Regions from separate parts of the Sus scrofa genome. Here region 1 is linked to region 2. A link is a contact called in public HiChIP or PLAC-seq data. All regions are on one chromosome and are shown on one strand. The core of a region is the stretch at or near the end of the contact, and the rest is flanking DNA. Distances in the headings are between cores, read along the strand shown. Region 1 overlaps DYM (dymeclin). Region 2 overlaps CTIF (CBP80/20-dependent translation initiation factor).

Evidence for each region. HiChIP or PLAC-seq counts read pairs in DNA pulled down with a chosen protein or histone mark.
Region 1: an H3K27ac HiChIP or PLAC-seq map of alveolar macrophages shows a contact between it and region 2. The contact joins two enhancer-like sites. A contact is called at or near these places in 1 of 47 Hi-C or Micro-C datasets (embryonic fibroblasts) and 1 of 2 datasets of contacts at active chromatin or transcription factors (alveolar macrophages).

The regions. Positions count from the first base shown.
Region 1 is chr1:98,851,362-98,857,272 of Sscrofa11.1, reverse strand. The region is part of intron 13 of DYM (dymeclin); the gene reads left to right. Among named protein-coding and RNA genes, the nearest start is that of DYM, 170 kb to the left of the region's middle. Within about 2 kb of position 2,317, at least 4 of the 83 cell types and tissues checked have an H3K27ac peak or open chromatin away from gene starts, as enhancers often do. A contact at or near this core is called in alveolar macrophages, where this site is marked.
Region 2 is chr1:98,335,725-98,341,755 of Sscrofa11.1, reverse strand. All of the region lies in intron 7 of CTIF (CBP80/20-dependent translation initiation factor), which reads right to left. Among named protein-coding and RNA genes, the nearest start is that of TRNAD-GUC, 110 kb to the right of the region's middle. Within about 2 kb of position 2,360, at least 2 of the 83 cell types and tissues checked have an H3K27ac peak or open chromatin away from gene starts, as enhancers often do. A contact at or near this core is called in alveolar macrophages, where this site is marked.

The DNA.
Region 1 (5,911 bases), core at 1,068-3,567, 520 kb before region 2:
CAGTTTCCACAGATAGTATTGGTCACATGGAGGGGCGGGCTGTTCTAAAAGGTTCCAAGTACTGCTGGCACTTCCATTCCAAGTGCCGTGTTTGAGTCGCCAGTGTGGAGGAGAGCATCCACATCATCCTGGAGTGAGCGTCTTCGACAAGCAGTGTTGACCCAGCTCCAGATCTGCTGAATCAGACGCTTCCATTTTAACAGGATCCCCAGATGATTTGTACATACATCTAAGTTTGGAAAGTACTTTGATTTGGGGGCTGGAAATCAAGATTTATTCCCTTAGAAAACGCTTGTCTTGAATTGGAAGTGGGGGGCCAGCTTTTTTGTATCTTGTGGAAACTCATTTTCTACTAAATGTTTGTGTTTGGAGTAAAAAATTGTAAAGTATAATAAGGAATGCATAGCAAAAAGCTGTTTAGATACACAGAAGACTTGTTATAGCAGTACAGCTTAAGATGCACCAGATGCTCTAGTGACTCTTTCAAGAGAGAAGTAATTCATTTTCATATACACGTTTTCTAACTCCTTCATAAGGAAGAGACTACACAATTTTGTTTCTGTCATTTGCTTGCAGAACTTAGAGGAGCCAGTATTTCATGCAATCTTCAACACAATGCAAAACAGAGTAACATGTTTCATTGCTGTGAAAGTAGAATGTGAATAAAGCTTTAAAAAGTCTTTTTAGCTGGACATAAATGTATAGGATGATCTCATATGATGTCTAGGCTGTTGTTTCATGTTTATGACACTGTGTCTTCCATAGACTCTTGATATTCTAGAAAGATCACAAACCTACCTGATTTGGGTTTTGCTTAGCTATGACATTTTTGGAATATACTCTAAGCATGGATACTTGATATCATTGTTTGAGGTTGTAGGGTTATCAATTCAGTTGAAATATTTATATAGAGTAGGTGATGTGCAAGGGATTTGCTGTGGGTTCCAAAGATAGCATCACCTATTTCCTGCCCTTGAGGCTTCCCCGTTGCCTCTTTCATCCCCACCCTTCACTGGCTCCTTCTTCTGGCTCCTCCTTCACCTTTGGCTTAAATTAACAGATAGCTACTTAGACTTTTCTCCACTATTTCATTCTAGATTATTTTCTTCTCTCTCTTTTCTCATGTCCTTTGGGCATTTACCTCGATGCCTGTGGCCTCAACTACTATGTACTTTTATACTGAAAACCATCCAAATCTACATTTATAACCCCAGTCTTTCTCTTTTTTTCCTGAGGCGGGTAGTACAGCGTAGTGGTTAAGAGCACATAGTCTGAGTTTGGGATCCCAGCTTCAAAACTGACTAGCTATGGAATCTGGGAGAAATAACTTATGTATGCAGCCATTTCCCTGTCTTAAGATGGGGTGATGACAGTAGTTGGGATCTCGATGAATGGAGTAAAGACTAAGGGAGCTAATGTTTGTACAAGATTTGGCATGTAACTTGCACAATATAAGTGTTGGCCTCCTGATCACTAACTCTGCTAATCTCACCACCTGGACATCTCACACTGACCTCCAGCTTTTATTATGTTAAAACAAAACTCATTTTAAAACTTGCTCTTCCTGGGAGTTCCCTGGTAGCTCGCTGGGTTAAGGACCCAGCATTTTTACTATAGCAGCTCAGGTTACTGCTGTGGTATGAGTTCACTCCCTGGCACAGGAACTTCCACATGTGGGTGCAGCCAACAAAACAAAACAAAAACCAGGAAAGAAACAAACAAACTTGGTCTTCCTGTTAAATTCCCTATCCTAGGTAATGGCCCTCACTACAGCCAGCTAAATTGCCATGTCATAAACCTACAAGTAATTCTGTCCCACTGTCCCTTCCCCTCAAATGCTTTATTTAAATGGGCCCCAGAGTTCTAACTCTGTTGTAACCTGCATTCATACCCTGTTTTTCTGTCTCCACTACTGTTGCCTTTGGTCACATGTTCACCTTCTTTTCATCTAAAACTAAGTCTTTAGTCGGCCTAGTTCTTTTGCCTCCTTGCCTGCCTCCCTCTCTACAGTCTACCTCTGCATTGCTCCATTCATTTGAAAAGCAAATCTGATCATGTCTGTATTCCTTCCTGTGCTTAAAATCATTAAATGGCTTCCTATTGCCAGCAGCAATCTCCTTAAAGCAGTGGCTCTCAAACAGGGGTGGTTTTGCCCCCACGGGACATCTGGCAATGTCAGGAGTCAAGGTGGTGGTGGTTGTTGTTTTTGCCTTTTTTGTTTTTTTTTTTTTGGTTGGCACAACTGGGAAGGAGTTGCTACTGACATCTAGTGGGTAGAGGCCAGGGATATTGCTAAATATCCTGTAATCCACAGGACTACAAAGAATTAGTCCAGAATGTCAGTAGAGCAGAGGCTGAGGAACCTTGTCGTAGAGTGACATGATTGGGCCCTGCTCTTTGCTCTTAATCTTCTGTTCCCACTTGACACTTAGCTTCTTTCCTTACTGAATCATTACAGCCCACTTCTTTTTTTATAGCTGCACTCCTGTGTCTGGATAAATGTGGTCTGGAACTAGAAAGAAGTTGAAGCACTTCCCTGGTATCCCCTCTTCTTTCTGTAGGTTCTATTCCACTGGCTTCCTACTCCTCTATCCTGCCTTATCTTGAACCTACAGTGGCCAAGCCCCCCAGCCTCACCCACCCACTGTAGCTCCCAGGCCTTCTTTCTTTAGACCCAACTACTGCCAGCACAGTTGTTTCATATTTCCCTATTGAGATTAGAAAGAAAAAGAACCCAGTCATCTCTTTGTAGCAGTCCAGGAGTTACACAGTCAGCTTCTGGCCCAGGGGCTAGTTTTGGTGTAGGAGTCGGGGGGCCAGGAGAGGGGAAAGTCCAGGAAAGGAGAAAGACTCATGTTAGAAAATATGGCTTCTGGAGTTCCCATTGTGGCTCAGTGGAAATGAACCTGACTAGTATCCATGAAGGTGCAGGTTCGATGTCGCAGATGCAGCTCAGATCCCATGCGGCTGTGGCTGTGGCGTAGGCCAGCAACAATAGCTTTGATTCGACCCCTAGCCTGGGTACCTCCATATGTCTTGGGTGTGGCTCAAAAAAGACAAAAAAAATCGAAAAAACAAAAAAGGAGTTCCCGTCGTGGTGCAGCAGAAATGAATCTGACTAGGAACCATGAGGTTGTGGGTTCGATCCCTGGCCTTGCTCAGTGGGTTAAGGATCTGGCATTGTGGTGAGCTGTGGTGTAGGTCACAGATGTGGCTTGGATCCTGTGTTGCTGTGGCTGTGGTGTAGGCCAGCAGCTGCAGCTCTGATTCGACCCCTAGCCTGGGAACTTCATATGCCACAGGTACAGCCCTAAAAAGCTGGGGAAAAAAAAATATATATATGGCCTCCCTCAGAGGTAGGTGACAGAGAGAGAGAACTTCAGAGTCTTGACCTGGCCAGTGGGTACTTCTGACACACTGACTGGCCTGACCTGAAGTTACGAGTCTTGCTGCTTTTAAGCAGAGTAGTAGTTACTGGGGAGAAAAGATTTGTGTTATATTTATTTGCATTACTTCATGAGAGTAGCTGTCAGCAGGCACACAGTAGAATTTTAATAAATACCTAGTGACTGATTCTTAGAAGATGGCGTATCATTTGGAACTTAAGCTTAGTTCTGGCACCCACCTTTCTGAGACTTCACCTTAGATGATTCATCTCATTTTGCAAATATCTGCTGCTTCTCAAAACTAGTGAAGTTGATGACAGTGCATGCTATTATTGAAAGCTTTATGGTCTTTTAAGCCTCCTGAGAATAATATAACATCACACATAGATTAGATTTTAATTAACATTGTTTAATTAGAGTAGCATAGTTCTATTGTTTTTTTTATAAGATCTAGTCATGTAATTTAAGAATTTTAATATTCTTCAATGCATGATTTATGCTTAGCCCTTTTTCACTGTTAATAGCCACTAGTAGTGAACATATATACTCTTCAGATTTTAAACAAGTTCACTGCTGTCTGTCTTTTCTTTGTCTAGCCTCAAGCTGGCAGTTTATGTAAGGTGTACTCTGCACAAGAAAGGGTGCACCTTGTAGTCACCCAGCTTTTTTCTGAAGACTACAAAAACACAAGTTGGCATATTTAACTCTGGGGGGTTAGTTCCTCTATTTTGGACAAATATAGATCTTTAAGAATAGCCTATGGAATCAAAGGAAGTGGAATAATTTGCTTTTTGTAATACCTTCTAGTATTAGCTTACCACATCAAGCTTCTTCACTTTTGTTCCCACAAAAGTCTTTGGTAGTGAATTTTTCTCTAAACCAAATGATGCATTGAACTGCAAACATACAAGAGAATGTTACAACGCACAATAGCGTATTATTGGGATTCATTTATATTGTACAACACAAAATATTCAAAAAATATAGTAACATCTGGTTTTTGCTCTTGGTTTTGATATTTCAGGAATACTGTCTTATTTTAAAAATAAGGTCCATTTAATGATAAGTTCATACCTGTCAACTTCAGTGTCACTTGTTTCTCTTTTGTTAGGTTTAAGACTAGTAAAAGTCTGGAGGCTTCTATGATTTAGGGTGTTGGCATTACACAGCGGAGAAGTGGCTATCCCAGGTTTGTCCGATTAAAAGCCTATGCTCATTCTACTGTACTCTCATGGAAAGACTGCAGAACATTATTAACGAGAGTAACTCACCTGCCATGTGACCATCAATCCAAACTCTAGGCAGGGAGGGGGCTTCTGAAACAGATGGTTCTCAGGTAGCTGAGCCCTTGTTGATTATTCTGTTTGCTGCCCCCACACCTCATTCCAGCCTCCTTCCAGGATAGCTAAGTAACTAAAGTTAGAGTAGCAAAGACTGGAGGGTCTTCTTCCTTCTCTTCCCTTCTTTTCCCACTTCACTCTCTCTCTCACTTTCTTTCACTGACTAGTTGAGAAAGGTATGGATCGGTCAGGTATTACGTAATATATGGATTATTTTCCTGGAAAATAAACATGGAAAAGAAGACAAAGACTGTATTACTTTTAGCCTGAAAATCTTAATATTTTCTGTATATCTAATCCTTCATATTTCATTGTATTTTTAATTCAATAAGACTTATGGGGATTTTGCTATATGTCTGCCACTGCCAAAGTCCTCTTTAGTTTCATATTTGTTTACATTTTAATTTCAGATTAATGCCATTCCTTGAATCTAGAAATTAAATGTTATAGTCATATTGGTTTTATTTTTTAAAATTTAATTCAGTTTCAGCCTTATATCATTATCTGATTTCATTGTAGTTAGGAAGTTGTTTCTTGAGGGAAGGAATTTTCTGATATTAAGAGTTACAACAAATAGTTCAGTTTTGTTTCTAAAATCTTGGTAAGTTGTTCAACATTGTTTTCCATCTCTAAAATGATATAGGAGACCAATTTCGTTGTAGTGTTGTCGGAGTTAACAATGGATTATGCAGTCTTTCACGGCTCTATTTTGTTATAACATTTTGGAAATAATTTTAATTTAAAAATAAATCTAGAGAACACCTCTACAAAAAGTTTCTTGCTTTCTGTTAATATCCCTCCATTCTGATTCCTTGCCTGAAGGATCATCAAATTGCCTGTATTTCACAAGTATTTCCCTCAATGAAAACCTCATTGAATATAGATGGGTTTTAATGATAATGTTTTATTTTGGATTGGTAGGAGGTCTAAGCGATGGTTTTTGCAGTATAAGCATTTCTTTTAAACTTATGTGATTTATTTTTTAAAAGACAGAATTAACTTGTTCTTGCCCAGTGCCTGGGCAATAAAGAAACTCCAGTTTTTCCACTGCTTTGGTCTTTGTTGATCCTTGTTTGCTCTTGGCATAGCAGTAGCCAGGAAAGGAAAAAGGAATATTTTGCCTTAAAAATCTTGCTTTCTGTACTTCCTACAGCTAGTGGCGCTTTGAACATAACTACATTTTTT
Region 2 (6,031 bases), core at 1,111-3,610:
ACATACTGTTGTAGTTCAAAGTGTGGACTTTGGAGTCAGACCCCTAGAGTCCAAATCCATGCTCTGAACTTTCAGCTGTGCAATTCTGGGCAAGTTCCTTAACCTCTCTGGGCTTTAGCTTTTTCATCGTTTTCTTTTTATGGCTGCACCTGTGGCAAATGGAACTTCCTGGGCTAGAGGTCAAATTGGAGCTGCAGCTGTCGGTGTGTGCCATAGCCACAACAATGCTGTTTCTACACCACAGTTTGCGGCAATGCCAGATACTCAACCCACTGAGCGAGGCCAGGGATCGAACCTGCATCCTCACGAACAAACACTACGATGGGTTCTTAACCCACTGAGCCACCATGGGAATGCCCTCAAGAGTTTTAAAGGAGCTGATATATGCATTCTATTAGTATTGCTTCTAACAATATCATTTTGTGGGCTTTCCAAGCAATATGGCATGAATCTATCAGATATTCTGAGCGAGTGATAAGCATTAAAGCACCCATAATACAGAAGAGAGAACTGAGGCTGTGGGTTAGAAATCAAGGAAGAAACCCCAGATGTCCAGCTTCTGCTCTAAATCTGGCCTCTAAGGGCTGTGTTTAGGACATAATTTCCCACTGTAAAAGTCTTCAACACCAAACACTCACCACCATCATCCCAAGGGAAACACCGCCTAAGGGGTTCCCACAGGCTTAGGGGCTACCTCCGATGAGCTCCTTTATTCGGAGCCTAGAGTCTGGCCATTCTTGTCCTCCACAGCTGGCCAATGGGCCTCAGCTGGCCCACATTATCTCCCTCCATGGGCTGACTGACCTCCGAGGCCCATTCGAACTAAGCCTTTACACCATCTATCTATGGTAAAGCAGGTAGGACAAAGAGGAGGAGAAATGGAGGGAAAGTCCCCTAAGAGTTGTCTAAACCCCAGGTGTCACCAACTGCTGGGTCTTTCTGAATGATGGGGGAAGGAAGGCCAGAGACACAGTCTGAGCTCAACTAATGGAGGAACTTCCTCAGGAGCGCTTCCTCTTTACAACGGAAGGGGCTGCATGGAAATGTGGTGAGCTCGCCATCACTGGAGGTAAGTTAGCTATGGAGACCTCCTATCCCTAACCTGCCCGTTTTGCAATCAGCGCCTCCTCCACAAAGCCCTACTGGGTCTAGCAGCACCCGCCCCCCAGGAGTGCCACCTGAAGATGCAGCATGATTTGGTGACAGATTGGAAATCGGACACACCTGGGTTCACATTCTGGTTTTGTCCCAGTCTGCTGCCTAATCTTTCTACCCCTCAGGGGTTTTATTCATCAAATGAACCTACAAATGGAAACCAGGTGAGTGGGGAGCTAAGAGGGATGATGACCACAGGGCTGGGTGATAAATCTTGCCCCCTCACCCCTCTGCCCTGGGTATCCAGGTAAAGGAATGACGGCTCCATTATGGAAAGTGGAGGAGCCCAGGGCAGTCTCTGGGGGAGACGGGGGACACTGCTGGCTGCCGGCTACCGGCCCGCCTTACTCCATCAGCCATCACAACCCAGCCACCCTCCAGGGACTGCCTCCTCCCTCACAACTTCATTACTGACAGGTTTGCTCTGTCCCTAAAGGGTCGTTTTTTCCATCCTGGGAAGGAGAGGAAATGTAAAATGGAGTTAGCTGGACTAGGGCCTCCCTCGGGCCACATTTTTCAGCCAGGGCTGGTGGAACTGACAAGTCCAATATGCAGCTTCATACACATCACGGACCCCAACCCTGGCCCTGCAGTCTCGGGACATGGACACACAGCAGATGGGTTCTCTGGCTAGAATCTTCCCAAGAGCAAGGAGACTGTAGTGCAGTCTTTAATACAAAGGCGCTGGTAGCCTTTGTATTAAACACTCACCAGCCAGGATTCAGTGTATAAACATATTCAGGGACATTCAGACAGGTGATGATAAGTTACTCTTCCTAGCTCCTAAATGCAGAGTCCTGAAGCTTGGAGTAGTTAAGTTTAAAAATCAGGAGTTCCTGCTGTGGCCTAACAGGATGGGCAGCGTCTCTGAAGTGCTGGGATGCAGGTTTGATCCCTGCCTGGCCCAGCACAGTGGGTTAAGGATCTGGCGTTGCCACCACTGCAGTGTAGGTCACAACAATGGCTCGGATCTGATCCCTAGCCTGGGAACTCCACAGGCCTTGGGGCAGCCAAAAAAAAAAAAAAAAAAAAAAAAAAAAGAAAAATAACTAGTAAACTTAGAAGGAATGGTGGAATTAGAAAATCATTTGGCAACTGCCCTGATAATAATTGTTTTAAGCAAGAATCGTCAGTGGAGGCTAATGGGTGAAAGTTTGAGGAAGAACAGAATATTGGCATAGTCTCAAAGGCTCTCCCCACAAACTATTTCTTAATTGCAAAGGGAAAAGTTGTAATTTTACAGTGGAGAAACTTGGCAGACGTGGCCCTAACCAAGTAATCAAAGTCAACATTACCCATCCTGGGATGAAGGAACAGTATGCATGTTCTGATACGGTCACTAAGAAGGCAACCACATGATCCAGCAATCGCAATCCTGGGCATATATCTGGACAAAACCTTCCTTGAAAAAGATACATGTACCCGTATGTTCACTACAGCACTACTCACAAGAGCCAAGACATGGAAACAACCTAAATGTCCATTGACAGATGAATGGATTAAGAAGATGTGGTATATATACACAATGGAATACTGCTCAGCCATAAAAAGAACAAAATAATGCCATTTGCAGCAACATGGATGGAACTAGAGACTCTCGTACTAAGAGAAGTAAGTCAGAAAGACAATTACCATATGATATCACTTATATCTGGAATCTAATACACCACACAAATGAACCTTTCCACAGAAAAGAAACAAACTCATGGACATAGAGAAGAGACTTGTGGTTGCTGGGGGGAGGGGAAGGGAGTGGGATGGACTAGGAGTTTGGGGTTAGTAGATGCAAACTACTGCTTTTGGAGTGGATCAGCAATGAGATCCTGCTGGATAGCACAGAGAACTATATCTAATCACTTGTGATGGAACATGATGGAGGATAATGTGAGAAAAAGAATACACACACACACACACGTATAACTGGGTCACTTTGCTATACAACAGAAGTTGACCAAACACTGTAAATCAACTATAATCAAAATTTTTTAAATGAATAAAATAAAACCATCTTAGGGAAAAAAACCCATAAAAACACAACATGCCCCCAGGCCACAGAACTTGAGTCTATATATTGTGAGAAAATATCAGAGAAACCCAAATGAGGGACTGTCTACAAAAACAAGTCATTCTTATAAAAAGTCAGTGTCATAAAATATAAAGACTTGGGACTGTCCCCAGATTAAAAGGAACTAAAGGGATGTGACAACGGAATGTAAGCCATGCTCTAGGATCACTGAAGAGAGATGGGTAGGGACTGTGGGGCGTTGAGAACGGTACTGTATCAGTGTTAGTTTCTTGACTTTGATCCTTGTACCCTGGCAATGCAAGAGAAATATCTTTATAAAGAAACACAGTGTGAAGAATTTAGCAGTAAAAAGGCACCCTTTTGGCAACTCACTCTCACTCAGATCAGAAAAAAAATGTATGTGAGAGAGAGAGAGAAAGATAAAGCAAATGTGGTAAAATGTTAATAGCTGAGGAATCAGGGGGAAGAATATAGGGAGAGTCTTTGTCCTATTTCCGGCAGCTTTTCTGGGAGTCTAAGATTTTGTTGAAATCAAAAAGGTTTTATTAGAAAAATGAGTAGGTTCTGGTTAGAAGGGAAGAAGTAGAGAGGGCATTCTAGAAAAAACCCAGACTCAACAAAGTCTTGGTGGCAATTTTTCTTAAGCCACTTCCTTATGTCTCAAGCAAATCAAATAAAGTATGATAAAACTGACCATAGAGGGTCCTGCTTCACTTAGCAGCATGTAAAACTGCAGACTCCTGATCGTAGTTAGGGTCACCCCTCCCAGGGTGAACCCAGAGATCACTACCCATTTGTGTCCTTGAGACATACAGAAAGTTCCTCAATGGAACTCAAGCACCTGGGCACCATCTGAGGGGTAGTAGCCAAAATCCTACATCCCCAGGGACAAAGGCCTGGGTGGACCCCATGCACCATCACAAGCAAGTCCATTTGCCCTTGTGCACAACATATGGAACTTTTCAAAGCAAGACTCTGTTCCCTGGAGACCTAGCTCCTCAGTGAGTGGAAAAGAACATTAGTGGACTGGCTGCAGGCTTGATCCACTTTTTTAGATCAGAGAACCCCATTCACAGTAATATATCATCTTGCAACCACCCTTAGGAATAAACAACAACAACAAACAAAAAAACTTTGTTCTTTTCAATGGTATACGATAAAGAAGTTATTATTATTATTGCCATTTGGGGGGGTACTTTTTTAGGGCTGCACTCACAGCATGTGGAAGTTCTCAGGCTAGGGGTCGAATTGGAGCTGTAGCTGTCGGCCACAGCCATGGTCACGCCAGATCTGAGCCGCATCTGTGACCTACACCCCAGCTCATGGCAATGCTGGATCCTTAATCCACTGAGAGAAGCCAGGGATCGAACCCACAACCCCATGGATACTAGTAGGATTCTTAACTTGCAGAGCCACAACAGGAACTCCCAGAAATTATTTTATGTAAAACATAGCCTTTAGATCAATATGTTGTTGAGATTGAATAATAAGGTTCATGTTTAATTGATCTTTAATAATACCTATAAATAAAGGCAAAATTTAACCTCTCCTCACTTATCAAGTGATGCCCTTCTCCTTCATTTATTGTAAATGACTTATGAAAGCAAAAGCATAATTTTCTACAAAGAAATTTCCAAATGACATATTACCATTTCATTGTGGCTTTGGCACCACATACCCGCTCTCAGGGAAGCTAAAGTTTGACTATATAAGGCAGAAAAAGAAACAAAAGCAAAAATTGATTTTGCGGCCCACTGTTTGGAATTCTTACATTGTATGTTTAATAAAAATCAACTGGTTTGTTTTTGTAATTTTCTTGCTTTGTTTCTAAATGACGAGATGTGAGAATTTTCAGGAAGCGCTTGCAATCACTTCTGCCCAAATAGCAGGGCGTGAGCGGGGCGGGTCCTGCCTCCCCTGAACTGAGCTGGACACAGGCCAGGCTCGGGGGTCTCTCACCAGGATTCTGATCAGATGCAGGGGGCTCCTGGACCCAGGCAGGGCCCCCGAGGGAAACATGCAGAGTTATTACCACTGGTATGTTGCCCAGGAACCAGCCTTTTAATATCAGTGTTCTCTAATGCTTTCTGCCTTTAACCAACTGTCCATTATGGGTAAAAACTAAATATTTGACTAAGAATAAAAATCAATTCAAACTGAGTAATGGTCAAAACCACCAAAGTGGCTCTCAGGGCTGCTGAGTGATGAACTGGCCAGCAGGCCCCTCTCATCTTGAGCCGTGGTTCAGTCCACACCCATGGGCAGGGTCTTGCACTGCGAGCTTCCAAAGGTGAAAAGAGGCCCCTGGCACAGGGACAAGAGCCAGATTCCCAACCCAACCAGGCCTGGGTTCAAGTTGGGGCCTTGTCGCCTCCTTGCTGTGTGCCTTGGTCTGGTCTGTGCCTCAGTTTTTGCAAAAAATGGGGGAACAGTAATAAAAGAGATACTGCCTAAGGTTCTGAGGGTTAAAAGTTTCAATTGGTCCAGGGCCTGACACAGAGCAAGGGGCTTGGTGAGACACTCCCAGGGGTGCCATCAGAGCTTCACTCAGCAATAGCTGCAGTGACAAGTCAGGACTCTGGGTGCAGTGAAAGCCCAGGAGACACTTCCTCTGGCTTTTTTTTTTTTGGCTGCACTCGAGGCATATGGAAGTTCCTGGGCCAGGGATCGAACCTGTGCCACAGCAGTGACCCGAGCTGCTGCAGTGACAATGCCGGGTCCTTAACCTGTTGCACACAAAGGAACTCCAGGAGATACTTCCTCTGGCATCCCCAGGTTCTTTGCAAGCCTGACATCTTCAACATGACCTGAGGTTTGTAGCTCCAGGGTGGGGCATTCAGAAGCATTTGG